Linked DNA regions of Danio rerio: region 1 is linked to region 2. The links are chromatin contacts, called in public HiCAR-type maps. All regions are on one chromosome and are shown on one strand. Each heading gives the region's core, a stretch centred on a gene start, on an enhancer-like site or on the middle of the called end of the contact. The rest is flanking DNA. Distances are from core to core; before and after follow the strand shown. Region 1 holds the start of si:ch211-200p22.4. Region 2 holds the start of zgc:92429.

The links. HiCAR-type assays count read pairs that join an accessible place to other places.
Region 1: a HiCAR-type map of caudal fin shows a contact between it and region 2, with 5 times the contacts expected there. The contact joins the promoter of si:ch211-200p22.4 here to the promoter of zgc:92429 in region 2. A contact is called at or near these places in 6 of 18 Hi-C or Micro-C datasets (caudal fin, embryo, hematopoietic stem cells and 2 more) and 3 of 4 datasets of contacts at active chromatin or transcription factors (caudal fin, embryo and pancreas).

What each region holds. Positions count from the first base shown.
Region 1 is chr7:23,830,792-23,835,069 of GRCz12tu, forward strand. It overlaps si:ch211-200p22.4, which reads right to left and starts at 2,271. Exons shown (of 18, transcript XM_689068.9): 1 at 942-2,271. The coding sequence starts at 1,071.
Region 2 is chr7:23,727,767-23,732,355 of GRCz12tu, forward strand. It overlaps zgc:92429, which reads right to left and starts at 2,019. Exons shown (of 11, transcript NM_001003457.1): 1 at 1,785-2,019; 2 at 244-293; 3 at 1-35. The coding sequence starts at 1,848.

The DNA of each region.
Region 1 (4,278 bases), core at 1,021-3,520, 100 kb after region 2:
AGCCTTTGTTTTTTTACAGACATTTAAAAAAAAAAGAACATATTTTAGAGCAGTAGTCATAATACTGTGATACCATGAAACCATGATATTTGTATCCAAGGTTATCATACCATCAGAAACTTATACCAGCCAATGCCTACACCATGATATAAAAATAAAGCATATTATAAAAACAATAAACCTTGTTTTTATTCTGCCTCAATGTTGACTAAATGTAAAACATAAACATATTTTGTCCATACAATATAGTCATATTGCACAGCCCTAATTTATTGCACGCAGAATATTAGACAGAAGTCGTGCAGATACTTCAGGAGTCGTGTTGCGTTTCTCCATGTTGTGCACTGCCTATGTGAGATTGAAAGTGATGTGCAGCATTCTGCATTATCTCTGCTTTTGTCAAAAGAATCAATGACTCAATGCTTCACTGCACACATGCCTGTATTGACCTTCGCCGCTCCCACACCGTCTCGGCGATGACTGTTAAAGAGGATCACACAAGACGTGAAGACATTACGCACATCACATGACTTCAAACACAATGCCTCAGAAACCCTGACAGCTGCATTCAACGATTCAAATCACAGCAGCGGCTTATTATGAAGCAGATATTAATAGATTGAAGCTGATTGCGTGATCGTATAAGCTCTTCATCACTGCTGCGGTAACTCATACATCATTATAAAACAAAAAAATTGGCCACAAAGACAGTGAATGACTGCATACTGCCACAGTGGCCTCAGCTCCCTGAACTGACCACGTCCAAAGACAAATCAGCATTCCCATCACGAGCACGTTCCAATTCATCACTGGTGTCCAGACAGCTGAGGATGTGCAAAGCTAGTGGAACTGCATGCCAGGGATCCAGTTAGACTTTGGGCTTTTAGAAAGCATCCAAGAATATCTGCAAAGAAATATGAGGATTATTTTGGCATACTTACAATCGAGGTGTTTCTTTTTGGGTCCACTGACTTCATGCGTTGTGGCCTTGCAGACGGCTTTGCTGATGGCTGATCCAGTCATGCTGTGCTGGGCTGCAGCGATGCGATCTGTGATGGACTGTCCTGACATTTTAATTCAGCGCTGAGATTCGAAAAACCCAACCACTAAACTTGATACGGTCTGACTGCAAACCTGTGTATTTCCTCTAAGATCCTAGTATAGGAGTTTGACGATTTTACAAAAATACACTTGACTCGATACAAACGGTTGAGTTTTATAGGCTTCGAACCAGCCAGCAAGTCAAGTGACACTAATCTGCACACGTCTTGTAGCAAAAAAGGGAAGGAAAAGTTGATCTAACTAGTAAAAATGTCACAACTAGATATGCCGTAACTAATTCGGAAAGGGGGCGATCTGAGCTTTTGTTAGCTAATATTACTAATGCAGCGTTGGCACCAAGAGCAGACACTAGTACTATTGAAGCCTGAAGATACAAAACAACTGTTGGAAAATGTCATAGCTATCAGTCAGGCCAGCTCAGAGGATTCAGGCAGAAAATATCACCTGTCAGCCAGCTCGAGCCTCACCAATACAGAGCTTTTAACTGGATGTAGGAAGCACCGGCAGCCTAGCTAATGATAAGATAAGCAAATCTCCCTTGTGGTTCTTTATTCTCTGCCTTTATAATCCTGGCACCAAGACTTGGCAACCAGAAGGAACTCTGACAGGTTTGCTGCGAGGAAAAATATGCATAGACGTACAAACCAAACCCTGCGAGAGACTTGGTAACTAAAGAGGACGCAAGAAGGCAGGATTAACTCAAAAATGTTACTCTGCCGGTAACAAAAGGGAAGAAATATTATGTAACCAAGCTATGAACATCTAACCAAAACCTAAACTATCTGCCCAGCCAGCTGAGTAGATAAATCACATCCGAGCTTCAGCTTTCTTATATCAGAGAACTAGCAACGAAAAGCAAGCAAAGACTAAGCTATTTCTAAATAACACATAACCTTCAAAAACAACGGTTAATGTTGTTTTAAACAGGTCCCAGGCGCATCCCGACGAGAACAGCTGAAAGTGTCCGGCTTAAGTTGGACTCCAGCCCGGTGAGCCAGCGCGTCTAACCGGATGCCTGCTTCTCTTCCTTTCCGTCCCGCTAAAAGTCTCCCTTTAGTCCGCGAATTTGACACGGTTCCGCCCGTGGAGACACCGAGAGACGTCGAGTTGTTCAGGACTAAATTCGGGCTGGTGTGGCTACAAACCCCGCCGTCTGTCGCCGTGTCTGTGGAACTGTCAGCTCTACGTTATTCCGGTTTGGTGAAGAATGCGCTGGCGGAGCCGTTCAGGACAAAATGGCTTCGCTGTGATCAGGTGAACGAGGAGCTGGAGTTTGATTGGGCGGAAGAAAGCGGCGTTCACTCGCTCGTGGGAAAAAAGCGTTACCACTGTCGACTCGAGGTTCTTTTAGGACAGTTAATCCATAAATAATTAGGCTAAAATACCACGGAGGTTTTAATTAATGCTCTAATGTTTAAACATATGTTACAGTTAATGTACTTAATGGAGTTTTAAGTTTAGTTTTTATTTTATTCTACATAATTTGCTTGGGCAATTATGAACTTTTTAAAATGCTAATTATTTCTTTATGCTTTTTGGCTTTTTAGTGTAACAATTAATAGGTATACTGTAGTTCATTCATTAGCCGCTGGGGTTTGCCTAGAATATATATATATTTTAAGTAATGTGTGTTAAATAAAATTCATGCAGATTAAATGTTTTTGTATATAGTTCATGTTGACATTCCACTTATTTGGAACCCAAACCCAACCAATCAGAGAGCTGAGACTATGGAGGACGAAACCTGCAAAAACTATAAACAAATAAATAAATTAATTAATTAATTAATTCGCAAATATATAAATAAATGAGTAAATAAATCCATAAATTCCTGCATAAATAAAATAATTTATAAATAAATATGCAAATTTATAAATAAATGAGTAAATCCATAAATTACTGCATGAATAAAATTATAAATAAATAAATATGCAAATACATAAATAAATTAGTAAATAAATCTATAAATTCTTGCATAAATAAAATAATAATTATACAAATATATAAACAAATGGTTAAATAAATCCATAAATTCCTGCACAAATAAAATAATAAATAAATAATTATTCAAATTTATAAATAAATGAGTAAATAAATCCATAAATTCCTGAATAAATAAATAAATTAATAAATAAATGTTGGTTTATTCCCATTCAACCTCTGATTAATACAGGACTAAGCCGAAAAGAGAATGAATGAAATGAGCCTATATATCATAAGAATAGTTGTTGTTGTCGTGGTTATTATTATATATATATATATATATATATATATATATATATATATATATATATATATATATATATATATATATATATATATATATAAACTTACATTTGTAAGAAACTATAAATATATTATTTGAATTTTGCATTCTGATGAGAGTAGCATGTTTGTACATCTCTGAAAATAACATCCAGATGTTTTAAGACCACAACAAAGCTTTCATATCTCTTTGCCTTGTCTGTCTTCTGGTTTTCACTATATTATGACACCTATCAAAAGGAGAAAAGCATGATGAAATGAAGACCAGACAGAGCGTCCACCAGAATTTTTTTCTATGTCTGCCCACTTTACACATGTGAGACAATGGTGTTTGTTGTAAAAAAAAAACACAACTATCAATATCAACTACTAATTAAACAGCAATTTAATAATAAAATAATATATATCAAAATACAGCGAAGCAGTGGCGCAGTAGGTAGTGCTGTCGCCTCACAGCAAGAAGCTCGCTGGGTCGCTGGTTTGAGCCTCGGCTCAGTTGGCATTTCTCTTTGAAGTTTGCATGTTCTCCTAGCGTTCGTGTGGGTTTCCTCCGGTTGCTCCGGTTTCCCCCACAGTCCAAAAACATGCGGTACAGGTGAATTGGGTAGGCTAAATTGTCCGTAGTGTATGAGTGTGTGTGGATGTTTCCCAGAGATGGGTTGCGGCTGGAAGGGCATCCGCTGCATAAAAACTTGCTGGATAAGTTGGCGGTTCATTCCACTGTGGCGATTATTAAAGAGACTAAGCCGACAAGAAAATGAATGAATGAATGAATATCAAAATACACTGTAATACAACAGTCTCTACAGATGTTATGGTAAGCAGAAAGATTCAAGAGATAAACAAACATTTCACACATCTGGCTTAATTCTTTTTTATTTAACGTTAGATTTATTAGTAAATAAGGAAATTATTCAGATGTTTGAACATATGCCCCATAACTAGGAAATA
Region 2 (4,589 bases), core at 769-3,268:
AAATCTGTCGTCCGCTTTTTACAGCACGACCAGCCCTGAGGAGAAAACCCAAACAAAGAGCCACATCAGACAGCCCAGAACAAAACAAAACAAAAACATGAATATTAGACTCCCTGAGAAGCGGACAAAAACACCAAGACAATGTGCTTATCAAGTTACGACAGCGCAAGAAGTGAACAGCCGGCGGTCTGAACGCTGAGTCCAAATAAAGACCCAGAAAAAAAAAATGCATTTTGAGCTCACCTTTAAGGCGTCGTGGAAGATTGGCACTCCTGGGTGAAACCGACAGGCATCTTTAGGCGGTAAGAGAGAGAAATATGTTAGCAGGAGACGTTTATCTAGGCTGCAGTCCATCCTTATTATTTTTTCATGAACACGACTCAACAGGATTGAAGCCTTGCTTGCTGGCATAAACAACATTCACGTTCAATCACATGCCTGGCAAAAACAGTTGGCAGATGAGCCTTTTATGTAAGCAACTTTTGATTAGAACACTTCCAAATGTGCTAGAGACTCTGTGGATTCACTTTTTTCCCCTGTCAGTGTAAATAAAACACAAAAAGATATTGTTGTACATAGCAGGAGGCTGTCTTATTGCAAAATGAAAGCCAATTTAAAGTCATAGTTCACCCCAAAAAGAAAGCTGTCATTTACTCACCCTCGGCTTGTTCCAAACTATTTTTTTTCTGATGAATGCAAGAGATTTTTTTAAATGTTGGTAAAATAACCATTTAAAAAACTAACCTTTAAAATTAACCGCATTGGAAAAGTATTCATTAATTCATTTTCTTTTTAGCTTAGTCCATTTATTAATTAGGGGTTACCACAGCAGAATGAACCGCCCACTTATCTAGCATATGTTTTACACAGCGGATGCCCTTACAGCTGCAACCCATCACTGGAAAAATGCTCATACTTCACACACATACACTACAGACAATTTAGTTTATCCAATTCTCTTATAGTGCATATCTTTGGATTGTGTGGGAAACCGGAGCACTAATGAACACGGGGAGAACATGCAAACCCCACACAGAAGTACCAACTGACCTAGCCAAGGCTCAAACAAGTGACCTTCTTGATGTGAAGCGACAGTATTACCCCACAAAATTAACCACTAACGCTAATCCTTTCTTTTTCCAACAATGGATGTCAAAGGCAACCGGTTTCCAACATTCTTCAAATTATATTCCTTTTTGTTTTTATACAAACTAGAAATTCTTCCAGATTTGAAACCACTTTAAAGGTGCAGTAGGTGATCTACCCAAATGCTAACTGTTAGCATAATAACTTTGAAAACACAGTCCCCCTCCCCTGCAGTCTAAAGCCATGCCTCCTGAAATTAAACGCGCATCTTAAGATGACAGCAGACTCCGTCTGACACTAATCATTACTATTGGAATGTGAAGAAACTTTTAACCAGCACAACAAAAAAATGTTTCTGAAGATAATCACCTACTGCACCTTTGAAGTGATAGTTTAAAAATGACAATCCTGTCATGATTTAATCAGCCTCCAGGGTCTCCAACACTAGCAGATCTCATTCATTTGACAACTGCTCTACATAATTCAGTAAATGAATCAGCAGTCTCACAGGCCTAGTAAAGAAAATGATGAAACACTTCAGATTTCTCAAAAGTTGTTGGTTATTTGTAACATGCAGGTGACCACGACCTTCACATGAACATTTGAAATACGTTTCCTTCAATTGAAAAAAAAATCGTAACCACCCATTTTTACTATATATACACACACAAACCATAAAAATAAAGCAGAAATATTACCATCAGTGTTTTTGTCTGCATCAAATCGATCCCCGCAGCCTCTGTTGTAACATAGTAGAGCCATGTTGCCCTGTTTAATATTCCAGTTGACTTTTAATCACTGGACTTTATCTCTTTTTTGTTGCTGTTGTTGTTGTTGTTGAAATGCGCTGTCCTGTATTGGTCTGGGGTCTTTATGAACTTGTCCTGCTGCTGTGAAGATTTTCCAGAACTTTCAGCCAAGGAGAGATCCAGAAGGAACAGCCACAGCCATGGAAAGAGAAGGGATATTCTAGTCTGAATGAGCTCTAAAAATAGCCAGTGCCATGTGCTTTCTATCTCTCTGTCGCTCCTTACAGCTGTTGGGGTCCGTCGGAGAGAGTGTGACATTCCTGGGGTCCACAGAGAGGGGGGGAGGCAAAAATGAATATGGAAAATCTCACTAAACTACAAACAACTGAGTAAAAAAAAAAAAAGTGTTTTCAAGCTAATTCAAAAGAAGGGTTGTGTGCTATTTTGCTACTTTATCAGTTGATTAATGGCTAATAAATCAGTATACAGTATGTACTAACCTGTCACTTTTTTTGGCACACCTCGTCGTACAGGTAGGTTAGACCCCAATTTACCTTTAGATCTGATTCACCAATAAGACGCTGAAAACATTGTTTTGAGATTTTGGTTGATACTGGCATAGTTGCATCATGGAGTGAACTCAGCTGCAGATTTGTCGGCTGTACATCCATGATCCAAATCTCCCATTCCACCATGTCCCAAAGGTGCTTTATTGGCATCAGTGAAGGCATTTGAGTTTAGTGGGGAAAAAAGAGAAAGGTTGTAGCCAATATAAGATGTGGTCATAAAGGGATGGACAAGTAATTGATATGCGTGTGCCTGCTTCAGGGGAAAATTAAGAGACAACTTGAAAATTATCAGTTTCTCTGAATTTACTGGAAATATGTGATTGAGTAAAGTTAAATTTGCTTTATTCAATAAAGATCATAGTTTCTAAAAGAAAAAAACCTAATTTAAAGCATTTTTAATTTAGCAAAAATTCACAACCATGGTCAAAAATAACAAATAGATTTTCACTTGTGATTGAAAAATATTTCACAAAAACACTTAAAATCTAAACACTGATATCTCTGTTATCATTTATTCAACCTGCACTTGTTCAAAACCTGTTAGAATTTCTTCTGTTGAATACAAAATAAGTTATTTTTAAGGATGCTGGTTGATGGTACCCACTGACTTTAATAGTAGTTATTTAACCAACTGTGAAAGTGAATGGGTAAAGTGCTCATCTTAAACAGGCATTTTTCAAAATATCTTGTGTGTTTAATAGAAGAAAGTAAATCATGAAGGTTTATTTTGACCAATAACTATTTTATGCTCTTGACAGTATATTTATTTTAAATTTAGAAGAAATTGGTCAGTTTTCATTATGGCTTAATATGCACGTGTATTTAAATTACTCATCCAGTATAATGCATTATTTACATAGATGTTTTTATATTGTACTGTATTTTTAAAAAATCATTGGTGCAATACCTTATGAACACAATAGGTGCATAGTGTTCAAGTATGTTCAAGTACGAGTTAAGGCTACTTAAAGCGCAACCAAAAAAGGTACTTAGGAATTTTCCCTATTAAAATTCATTTACAAGTGGTCTCTTCACTGTATTAAAAAAAAAAAAAAAAAATTCTGCCCAAACTCAAAATTTTTAAGTGATTGGTCACAGCAAAATTCAAAATGTTAAAATTCGGCAAAGGTTATTTTTTATTTATTTATTTTTTGTTAATTTGACTAGCAGCCTGTTAACATTGGCTCAATAAGAAATAATGTGTTGAGCCAATTGAAAAACCATCTAGTCTGCCCAATCATGTTATTGGCCCAATCAAATACTTCAAATTGTTGTAGCGTGCTTTTTTGGTCTCATTTAATTTAAAAATGTATATTGATAAATTAACATTGCTTAAGCAACTATACTGAATTCTTTATTGCCTGTTGATTTTTTTCCTATACAAATGTATTAATAAAATGTTTATTTATGCAATTTACCCTGTTCAGCCATTTACTGTTGTGGAATCGGTTTAAAATCTATAACATACAAATTTTTCCCCATTTTTTATTTTCCCTTAAAACAATATCTATATCTGTGCTGTAGTGAACATTATTCAGGTAGAAATCAGACAATACTAACACAGCTTACATTTAAGTGTTCCCATAACTAAAACGGATTATCATTTTTGTATTGTTAACCCACAACTACTAAAATGTGGTGTGACTGATATTTAAAAAAAAAAAAAAGCTTTATTTACCAGACACATTAAAGACATATTTTACGAACTACATTTTTTTCTTACTCACCAAAGGTTTCTGTAGAAACAGATCACCATTTTGGAAAACTGTTTTAAGTATAATGTGGATTCGTTCATTCGTTTCCCTTCGGCTTATTCCCTTATTTATTAGGAGTTGCCAGAGCAAAATGAACAGCCAACTAAAACAGTATATGTTTAACGCAGTGGATCCCTTCCAGCTGCAACCACAAATTGGGAAACACCCATACAGTTACACACACTCATACACTATGGCCAGTTTTGCTTACCCAATTCACCTATAGTGCATGTCTTTGGACTGTGAGGAAAACCGGAGGACCCAGAGAAAACCCACATGAACACGGTGAGAACATGCAAACTCCACATAGAAATGCCAACTGGCCCAGCCAGGACTCAAACCAGTGACCTTCTTGTTGTAAGGTGACAGTGCTAATCACTAAGCCACCAGACCGCCCTCATTACAGTAATATATTGCATTTTTTATCAAAT